2 separate regions of the Sus scrofa genome follow, and region 2 is linked to region 1. The links are chromatin contacts, called in public Hi-C maps. All regions are on one chromosome and are shown on one strand. Each heading gives the region's core, a stretch centred on a gene start, on an enhancer-like site or on the middle of the called end of the contact. The rest is flanking DNA. Distances are from core to core; before and after follow the strand shown.

What was found. Hi-C and Micro-C count contacts between places; a contact is called where the count stands out from the background.
Region 2: a Hi-C map of liver shows a contact between it and region 1, with 1.9 times the contacts expected there. The contact joins two enhancer-like sites. A contact is called at or near these places in 1 of 5 promoter capture datasets (liver), 19 of 47 Hi-C or Micro-C datasets (alveolar macrophages, brain, embryonic fibroblasts and 10 more) and 2 of 2 datasets of contacts at active chromatin or transcription factors (alveolar macrophages and skeletal muscle).

Annotation. Positions count from the first base shown.
Region 1 is chr14:134,347,723-134,352,678 of Sscrofa11.1, forward strand. All of the region lies in intron 3 of CTBP2 (C-terminal-binding protein 2), which reads right to left. Among named protein-coding and RNA genes, the nearest start is that of ZRANB1, 96 kb to the left of the region's middle. Within about 2 kb of position 1,334, at least 19 of the 83 cell types and tissues checked have an H3K27ac peak or open chromatin away from gene starts, as enhancers often do. A contact at or near this core is called in liver and omental adipose tissue, where this site is marked.
Region 2 is chr14:134,387,709-134,392,988 of Sscrofa11.1, forward strand. All of the region lies in intron 2 of CTBP2 (C-terminal-binding protein 2), which reads right to left. Among named protein-coding and RNA genes, the nearest start is that of CTBP2, 98 kb to the right of the region's middle. Within about 2 kb of position 2,108, at least 35 of the 83 cell types and tissues checked have an H3K27ac peak or open chromatin away from gene starts, as enhancers often do. A contact at or near this core is called in liver and omental adipose tissue, where this site is marked.

The sequences.
Region 1 (4,956 bases), core at 84-2,583:
GGCAGCAGGTGTACTCCCACCCTCAGGTGCAGGTGGCCAAGGCCAGGGGAGGGGACACGATGCCACAGCCACAGAAAGCCCAGAGGCCTGCAGTGGGCAGGGATGAGATACTTCAGACACCCAAGAGCCAGAGGCCTGGACCATGTCTGATCCTGTCTCCCACCCCCGAAGACCAGCCTCCCCTTGAGCGCAGAGGCTCCCCAGTTAAAGACCACTTCCTGCAGCCCAGCTCGGCCCCGTCTTTACTGGCTGAGCTCAACAGTCCCGCTCCCCAGGAGGCCAGACACAGTCCGAGCAGGGTCTGATAAGCGGCATATTTCACAGGCTTGCATCTCCACGACCTAGAGCTGCAACTCGTGACCGACCTCAGGAATCCGACGCTGACCCTGGGGAGTCAATGAGCCCCTATCTGAGACTTGGCTCCAAACTCGCAAACTTGGCTGTGTTGTGGGGTCCACTCATCCCCCCAGGGCGCTTGCTTGTCTGCGGGGTGGGGGAGAGGATCCCACCTAGAAAGGGAGGCTGTGGAGCCTCGGGTAAGGCCAGGGGTGGGGGTGGGGGGAATACCTCCCTTGTGTTGTAACCTTATAAAAACTGTTCTCAACTGGCTGGAATTAATCCAGCAAGCAGTTCTGGAAAGGGAGTGAAGACAGCGACTGTCCTGGACGCCCTGGCAGGTGCCCACTGCCCAGAGGACCCCTCGCCCTTCACGGGAAGACACAGGAGCAGATGAAGGAGAGCGGGCAGAGCAGCTGCCAGGCAATGATTTGGAATAAAGACACAGACTGCTCAGTGTGGCACTATTTTAAGGTTAAAAAAAAAAGGAAAAAAAGGGAGTCACCTTTGTCCCCACAGTGCCTCTTCAGCTGGCAAACTTGCTTTTCTCTGAGGTGTCCCCGGGCAGCTCTCCCAGGCCAAGGGAGCTGGGTTCACTTCCTTCCCACGCGTCCCGGCCAGGCTGGGATGTCACCAGGCAGCGGTTTGACGGGGACAACCCACTCGTGTAGAGAGACATCTTCGCCCCACATGGCGGAGAACCGATTTTTCTCAGGTGGCCTCTCTTTTCACGTCTTGTTTTGCTATCACCCCCCACCCCCCCGTGCCCCGCACCGCAGTCCCCTGAGTCCTGGCCAGCAGGAGGGGAAGCGAGCCCTTTCTCGCTGGCCCAGGATTCTGGACAGAGGCAATGACCAAGGAGAGGTGCACCCGCAGCCTGGGGGCTGAGGACCAAGAGTGCTTTCTGGCTTTACGTGTTGCTAGAGAAAACTACAGCGTGCTTCCTGGGGCAGAAGGCAAGAGCAGTGACTCAGAGGACGGCCAGCACACTGGCTTCCGGCTGCTCACTCGCGCGGCAGGCTGAGGCCAAAGTCCTCACTGCCCGACCTGTCCTCACTGCTTCCCAACCCCTCACCTCCAGGCTCCGACATGTGAGAGCCCAGCCTGGTTCTCACAGGGACCCAAAGTGAGCCAGGTGTGGCTGCTCCCACAGGGAGCTCAAAACACACAGGGAATTTGACTTATGGAAGAAACCGCTTTCCTTGAGGTATTGGAAAATCAGGAACATGAAGTCGGTTTCAATCAGAGCCAAGACGTGGAAGTCAGCCTGTCCAGATCGTGAACACCTCGAAATTCGATGGCCATTAAGAACTGGACGAATGGCCATTATGATCCTTAGGGTGTTCAGGGCAGAAGAAGAGGCGAAAGTAATGCAAACCTGGACCAGGAAAGCAAACACACAACCGCTTATCTCCTTTCGTGCTCGTGGCAGGCATCACTAATTGATCCCAGCACTGTTGTGCTCAGAGTTGCTGCTGATCCCACTGTCACCCTGCAAGGCTAGCTGACATCTGCCGGCCACACCCAAGGGTGCCCACCTGCCTCAAGGAACAGGTGAAGAAGGTGAAAGTCAACGCCCCCCATGTCACAGCACTTCCCGTGAGCAGGGGAAGAAGCGGGGGGAGGGGGGGGTAGGGCGTCCCCTGGGGAAGGATGCAAAGGCCCCAGTCAGGAGCAGACCAGGGTGTGCAGCTGGGGTGTCCCTGGACTCTTCTAGACGGCGCCCTGGGTGAGCGGCACTGCCCACAGGTGGTGCAGTGATGGGGGGCACAGCCAGGCAGGGAGAAAGCCCAGCACACACAGGACCCCTGGCACCCTGAAGGCTGTTTGTCTCCAAAGTCAGGTCCACGAACAGCCTGATAACCACCGCACGGAGAGGTGAACAGCACAGGCTGAGTTACAGCTCAGTAACGCTGTTAAGAAAAAAACCTCAGTGTGGAGGAAATCTGGCCTCCTCAGACCCTCTGAGCACCCAGAGCTGGGCTCTCGAAGGTGACCCGCACAAAGGGGGGGCCCCCAGAAAGCTGGGTGGGCTCCATGGGGGCGGGGGGGGGGCTGGATTTAAGCCACTCCTCAGCACTGATTTTTGGCGGTCTCTGCAAAGTCAGCTGAGGCTCGGTCCAGAGACGGCGCCTCGACACGTAGATTAGCTTGTAAATAGAACATGCCCTTAATGAGTCACCCGCCCCCCGCGAGCGCTCTCAGGCGTCTCCCTTCTAGCTCAGGGATCCGCTGGACAGAGAGCTGGCCGAGGAGGAGCTTCACAGGAGCCTCTCCACCTAAGACCTGCCGAGTGACCAGTGCTAACCCGGCAGGTGTGTGCGCACACGTGGGTGTGCAAGGATCTCCTGCAGTGGAAGCAGAGGTCTCACGTGAAGAAAGCACATCATCTAATTAAACAACACAACAACGACAACAACAAGATACTACCTCGGCACCTCCAGAAAGACAAGCATTTGCTGTCACTTTCACCGGCTCCTTTGTTGGAGAAACCAAAGGGAACCATCCGACAGCCCAGCCTGCAGTGTCCACACCACCCCGGGGAATGTGAATGGAGAAAAGCAGCATTTTCCTTTATCCAACCGAACTTTAAAACAAAGCCCAGAACCACTGATCACTCGTGTAAAATCATCCGCCTAGACACTCACACGCCGGCCACGCGGGCTGTTTGCAGGGCCAGACGCCCCAGCCCTGCTGCTGCTGGGCGCACCCTCTCCAGGCTGGCTCCTGGTCTTTAGCGGCTGGGCTCAGGCACTCTCACTCGTCCCAAGGGAGCCTCCTGTGTTCCCTTTGCCCTGAAGAAGCATCCGATGTTCTGTCTAGAAAGCTGCTGCTTTCCGCTGGGGCAGGTCCAACCCTACCCACTCAGACCATGTGACTGGGCCAGAATGACCCACCGGAGTGTGGAAGAGCAGCAAACACGCTGCCAAGGAGCACGTCTCGAAGCAGCTGAAGACACGTGGTTCTGCTTCTGCCTTTGGTGACACCGGGTCTGTATGTCCCCCCCAGATCCAGCCCCCGTGGTAGCCCTGCAGCACCAGAGGGAGGACGTGGCCAGGGTGCGAGGGCTGCAGACTCGGGGCTTGGGGAATAGCGGATGCCCAGGTGTAAGGACCCACTGGCTTTCCACCCCAGGTGAGGCTGGACCGCTGCCCTGCCTGCTTTCCTACACCGGCTTTCCAGCTCAGGGCTCTGATGGAATTCCCTGGGGCCGGTCTCTTACTGTTGCTGGGGATGGCCAGGGTCATACGACCCCCAGGGGCCTGTGCCTCCCCCACATGCTTCTTCCTTGTGGCAGTTCCCCCAAGAGCTGACTTCCAGGACCTCACCTGAGACCACCGCTAATAAAGCATGAACGTCTCAAGGACAAAAGGGGGCTCCCAGGACACTTGCGGACAGGGCCCTGGGGACCTCACCATTGCGTCTCTGCATTCTGTGCGGGCGATGACCCAAAGCTGGGGCTCACCCTGTCGTTCCCGGCCCCCGGCTGGCGGTTCCACAGCAGGAGCCCGAGACTGGCCAAGGGCTCAGCTGTGGGCATCTGGGGCCTGCTCTACCCTGAAGTGGCAGCTGCCACCTCTGGTTCCAGCTCACGCCCCAGAACCCTGAGGTTCTGAACTCAAGGGCCCGGCTTTCCAAATCCTGAATTGCTCTGGAGCTCAACGAGAGGCCAACCTCGGCTAAGATTTACCTGCAGAAAGGTTATGGCAACAGCAGCCTGCAGCCCGGGGTCCCTCCTCCACGGGAATCGGCCTGGACCTCACAGTGACCTGCCTGGAAGCTGGAAACACCAGCTTCCCAAGTTGTAAGTCCCGCGGCTGGCACTGCTGCGCTTGGACATTTTTCCTCAATTGACTTTTACTGCATCAATAAAATCACCGACGGGCCACAGGTGAGCCACACATGGAAGCCCAGGTTTGGGCAGCTGCGGCACGGTGAGCAGGCAAAGCCTTGTATGGTCAGTGCCAGGACGAAGAGATCAAACCAGTCCTGTTTCGAAAGGCTGCTGGGCTGGGCCGTCCTCCGGCACTGTCGTGTTTGAACCCTGATTGCTGCTGTATCACCCACGAGGAAGCAGAGGCCAAGGTGAGAGGAGCTTGACCAAGGTGGCGGAGTGAATATGATGCAGCCAGACTCAAACCCAGATCTGTCTCCCACCAGTGGCTCGGCCTCAACCCCGGGGCCTCATGGCGACAACCACGTCACCCTGGGGATCCACTGTGCAACCTGACAGCAACAGAGCCACAAGGCCACCCCGGGCCTGGGACCCACCCCCTCTGATGGCAGAGTGCCAGGATCCTCCTAGACATACGGAGGGAGTTTCCCAGGTGCCATCTGTCTGTTTCCAGGGCTTCGCCGAGGGGGACGTCCCACGCACTTAGGCACAGGTGCCGCCGGGCCATCTAGCTACACCTGCAGACAGAGCCTAGCCAGAGACCAGCTCCTTGGACCTCTCTCTGTCACTGTGCAGAGACTCGCTCAACACTCAGCTTGTTCATGGCGCGGATGACAGGGCATCGCAGTAGGAAGCCATCTCTGACCCCCCAGGTCGGGTCTCCTCTCTGAATTGCTTTTTGCCGTCCCGAGAAACATCCCAGAATGGGGAGCAATCATGGGTTC
Region 2 (5,280 bases), core at 858-3,357, 41 kb after region 1:
CGGCGCGGACACCACCAGGTCTGTCTGATAAACCCAGGTCTGTAACCTGCATTCTTCACACTTCGTGGTGCCCACAGGCCCAGAGACGGAAAGTCTGCTGAGATTTTCAGTCGCTTCGGTCAATTCCAAGGCTGTGCTCACCGTGCAGGGCGCTCTGGGGTCTCCGCTCTGACTCACACACACCCATAAATCTGGGGCGTTAAAAAGCTCTATCAAAAACGGGGCCCTCCAGGAAGCACGCGGCCTTTGAGGCCTCCTGCTGCAGGGTGACGCACCGATACACAGGCCCTCCTGCTTTCTGATCTTAGACGAGGTCCTTGAACCGCAACTATGAAAGGTGAGCTCTCCGATTCAGAGCAGAAAGGACGCAGGGACCATGAAAGGGAGCCCGCACAGAGCTTCAGTTTCCTGCGAAACGTGAAAGGACAGAGGGGAGCTGACCTACCAGCCACCCTGCCAGGAGCCCAAAAGTCAGAAAAGGCCCTGGAGCGTAACTGTGGATGCAAGTGTACACACACACGTCCACACACACACACACACACACACGTCCACACACACACACACACACACACGTCCACACATGCTCCTGTGGCTTTCGGTGGTTTCTTGGAACCACGGCATTTCTGGAACATTCCAAGATTTGACAAGTTGACAAATCCAAACTGCTGGCCTCACAGATAGAGAGCCGGAGGGAGACTCAACCCCACCAGGTCCCTCTTAGCCCAGCTTTCTGCTCATTCCTACAACTCCCAGGTCAACCCAGCTGCTCTGCAGAGGTGTTAGTTATTGGGAAAAATCTGGAGCCAGCTCAAGGCACACCAGCCAGGTTGGAAAGGTGCTGCCACACTGCAGCGAGGCGCACCCCCAGCCCTGAACCCTGTCAACACGCCCGCCTCCTCCTGGGGAGCCCCCAGACCGGAAGCCAGGAACAGCCAAGGGAAGGATCAATAAAATAAAGAAAAAACTAAACTTATTAAAAAAAAAAAAAAAGAAGAAAAAAAAGTCCAGTTAGAAAGGTAGGCGGCCCTTGACACGGCTCCTCTGAAGAGGGGGACCGGTGACTCCTGCTGTCTGGTCCTGAAAGGCTGCCATGGTTTTTACAAGTGTCACTTGAAGGGCCACGGCTCCCCGAGAGCTTCGTGTGAGGCGGGCACTGCTCTAGGAGCTTTCTGAGCATGAACTCACCAACCTGTACACAGCTGGCCTGAGAACACATTCTGCTGTGCCGCATTCAATAACTAAGCCGTCTACACTGCAGAGAGCACACCCAGCACAGTCACCCATCTGAGTCACCACACCTGCTCTGGGCGAGGCTCTGGGCGAGTCCTCAGCATCCCAGGTGCTCCCCGGACAAAGGTGCTCCCCCCACGCCGGGGATTTCAGAAGGCTGAGCCTAGAGAATGCCCACGTCCTTTCGGATGGAGTCACAACCCAGCGCCCCTCTGGGAATGTGCTGGTCCCCAAGCTATACGCTGTTTTATGCAGAAAGGCCAAGATACTGACACCATCGTCCTGACTCCAGAAAAGACCCAGCCTCCGGGCAGACGATGCTCTGGTCTCTCGGACGAGGGATGGAGAGGCCACAGAAACATCCACGGGCCTGGGTCCTTCGGCGAGATCACTCCCAACCCCCACACAGGCGCTGAGAGGTGGTACCTACTGGGGTCCCATCTCCCAGGCACACGTGGCCCCCCAAGTCTGATGAGCTGTGACAGCGGCACGGATCCACATGCAGCGCCCGCAGTTCTGGAAGGGTCCCTCGGGGAGCTGTCGGGTCCTTCACGGCACTCTTGGTGTGTGAGTCTCCACTCTAGCTTTTCGTGGAAGCTGAGGCTTCCCCGCTGTGCATCCATCCGGCCCTGGGAAACGGGGTGGGCTCAGCCCCTTACTACGCCGGGGACAGACAAGGGGACAGACGAGAGACGAGCCCGAGCTCAAACAGCAGGCAGAGCGCTCTTCTTCTCAGACGGACTCAGCAAGGGTTAAAGGGAGGTTCAGAAACAAAACTTATGAAAATGGCCCCAATACAATTTGATGAGGTCAGCGAGTAGAGCAGCCTAAAGACACTTGTAAGAAAAAACATCTGTCGGGGTCGAAAGGTCGGCAGGAAGTGAGTGGGACTGGGGCGGCTCGGATTGGCCAGCCCAGCACTCCTAGAAAGAGAGAGGCACATGGCTTAACTTAGCCCAGAGAACAACAAAAACCCCCTTTCAATTGTCCTCTGACCAGCCCAGCCCCCGCCCCTGCTAAACAAGGGGCCGAGCCCCCAGCTATGACATCCAACCAGGGCCCCGCCTGGCAGTTGGCGCTTTGTTGGCTCGCTGATGGGTGACCAAGGCTGAAATATTCCTGAAGGAGCAGCAATCTCTAGGGAAGGGGGTGCTTACAACATCTCCAGCTTGACTCTTTGGTTGGAAAACAGCGTGGGTCAGTTGAATGGCCCATGTTTCAATAAATCCATCATCGCAAAAACCAAAACAAGAGGTTTCTTTGGAAAAACAGGAAGTCTTGGTACATAACATGGCTTAAAATAGGGCCAAGTTCATTTGTGGACAAAACCCCGGCCCCCAAAGCCTCTCGGCCAGCTCTGTCCAGTTCCAACGTACCCTCTAACCCTCCTCAGGACCCCCTCCTGTTCCCTCGGGTGACAGGCTGGCCTGGCCTTTGTTCCTCTGACACAGGGCACCGGCTGGGCTGGCCGGCCAGCCAGCCCGCTTCCTGTCCACAAGACCCAGGAGGAGCCGGCCTCCAGCTGGCTGGTGCAGAAACCAGGCCTGGGGCTTTTCATGAACTGGGTCCTGTTTCAGGCTTCTCACTGGACTCTCATAAAAAGCGGACGCCTTCCGGGAGCAGAGTTCTGTTTGTCGGTTACAATGACAGAGCTGGGTTACATAGAAGCTTTACAGTGGGACAAAAACTCCCCGGCTAGGACCTGACCTGAATCCCTGCACAGCAGGCAGAGGGCGTCCGGCTTCATCCACGTCTGAAAGATGGAGCCTCTTTCCTTCCAGACCAGGCAGGAGAGAAGCCAGAATTCACAGCTTCCACGCTTCCCAAAGACGCCCACTTTAAAGATCACAGGCAAGAGAAAACCTGCAAAACGTACTACAAGTTCGTCAATGGACAAAGGTATCCTCGTGCACGTCTGTGTCTGGGAGGCGCCTTGTGTGTGCATGTGCCAGCCTTCGCCAACTACAGCCAGTGCCACTCCCTTCCCACAAACCACCAAGCCCCAGACGGACGGTGCGCACACAGCATGGCGTGAGCTGTATCCTAATTTCACCCGTGTTAAAAGGTGAAGCCACACAGTGTACACAGAAAGATCACAGAATCAAGTCAGCCAGGTTCTTCGAGCATCGCCCGCCACCACCAAACTCCGCTTCCCAGGGCCTGTTGCTCTTCCAGGACCTGCAGAGCATCCCGTTACCCCCAGGGAAGGTAGACAAGTTTCTGCACATTACAGCCACCTGGAAACTACCTGCTGTGTTGCACTAAGTGACTTTTTCTACACCCAGGCTTAAGGAGAAAATGCTAGTAGTTGTTTCGGGATTCTGGCGGGGTTTGCTGCTTTCCGGAGAAGAAACGCAGCTGCTGCTCCATCAAGAGCAAGACCCACGGGCGTTCCCTGGGGGTCTAGGGGAGGACTCGCTTTCGCCGCTGCAGCCCGGGCTCCATCCTTGGTCTGGGACCTGAGGTCCCCACCAAGACTGCCCACTGCAGCCAGCAAGAAACATGCAATTTCATGTCAGAAATGAGAATTTAAAACTCAGTCTCGGGTATGTGGACAACTGTGGGGGGAAGCACAATACATGACTTTAAAAAACAAGGTGATGTAGATGAAATTTAGGTTGGACCCAAGACCTGCCACCCTCCACCCACCCAAACTCCCAGAGTCCTGGACCTCAGGGAGGGCTGTGGCCGGAGGCGGGCGTGCAGGGCCAGCGGGCCGCCCCAAGGACACCAGTGCTGGAGTGGACCCAGCCAGGAGCCCATCTTGCTGATCTCCTGCCCTCCCCCACCAGCTGGGCAGAAGCTTCCAGGGATCAGAGAATTGGCCAGCCCCTGGGCTTGCTCCTCTGGAGCCCAAGAGCTGCAGAACCAGGAAAGGGGACACCTGGGAGCCCAAGTCAGGTCTCACTTTTGCTGCTCTCCTGGGAGAGACACTTTGGATGAAGTGGGGTTCAGGATCTAAACAGGTGCTCCCAGGACTCACGAGTGAGCCACAAGGCTGTCACCCTCTGAACGTGCTCCCCTGCCTTGCACGCCCCCCCCCCCGCCTTGGGTGCCCCTCACCAGGGGCCAAAGGCCAGGAAGCCCCTTCCCCGAAGCGGAAGAGCTGCTGTACCGTGGCCACAGCAAGCCACTTACTGAAGTCCCACTTCTGAAGAGGGAACAGTATGGAAAGCTTGAGCATATGTGACAGCACGCCGCTGAGGCACACAAGCACGCCACGCCGACGTTTATTTTAAGGCCTCGTGTGCTATTTTCACATCCCCCGAAACCTCGCCAAGGGGATCCGCAAAGGAAACAGATTCGCTGGGGCCACTGCGGGCTCCCGCTTTGACACAAGGGACCAGCACCCATGTCCAGCACCTCCCCCGAGACAGAGGTCATGAAAGAAGGCATTCCAAATTATTCAAGTTCAAGTACTTGTATCTTTTTCTTCCCCCCACCCCAAACTGAAAAGGTCACAAGGGGCTTTTAAATGGGAATGCAATTTTCTTATCCTCTACCCCTGGCCGTGATATTCTGCACCCCTGTCGTGTGTGTGCGTGCGCACACGTGTGTGTGTGTGTTTACGCGCACGTGTCACAACCCACGACTGTCACACTGGTTCTGAGCAAGTGACACTTGCTATGGGAAGAAGGGGCCATGCTTAGGCCCCGGAAGGGAAGGTTCTGGAGCCGTGACCTCTGCCTGCAATGACGGGCAGGGCAGTCAGGCGGACAGAGGACTGCACGTCTCCTGTGAGGGCAGAAGCGTGACCGTGGAGGGCGAGGGAGCCAAGAGATCTCAGACAGACAAAGAAGGTTCTCACAGTTAAGGAGAGGCTGACCCCGTGATGCGAACCACACTTTCCCTGAGAGATGCCCCCTCTGCCCAACATGGGGGGAGCAGGGAACGGAGGCTGGGCCAGGCCTGACAGCAGGCAGCAGTCGCCCTGAGCAACGGGGGTCGGGGTGCGGGTGCCGAGGTGAAGGGATGGGGGTGGAGGGGCGTGACGGTCGGTCTCACCCCTGCAGATGTGTGCCCCATGCTAGAACCTCTGGTGCTGCCCCA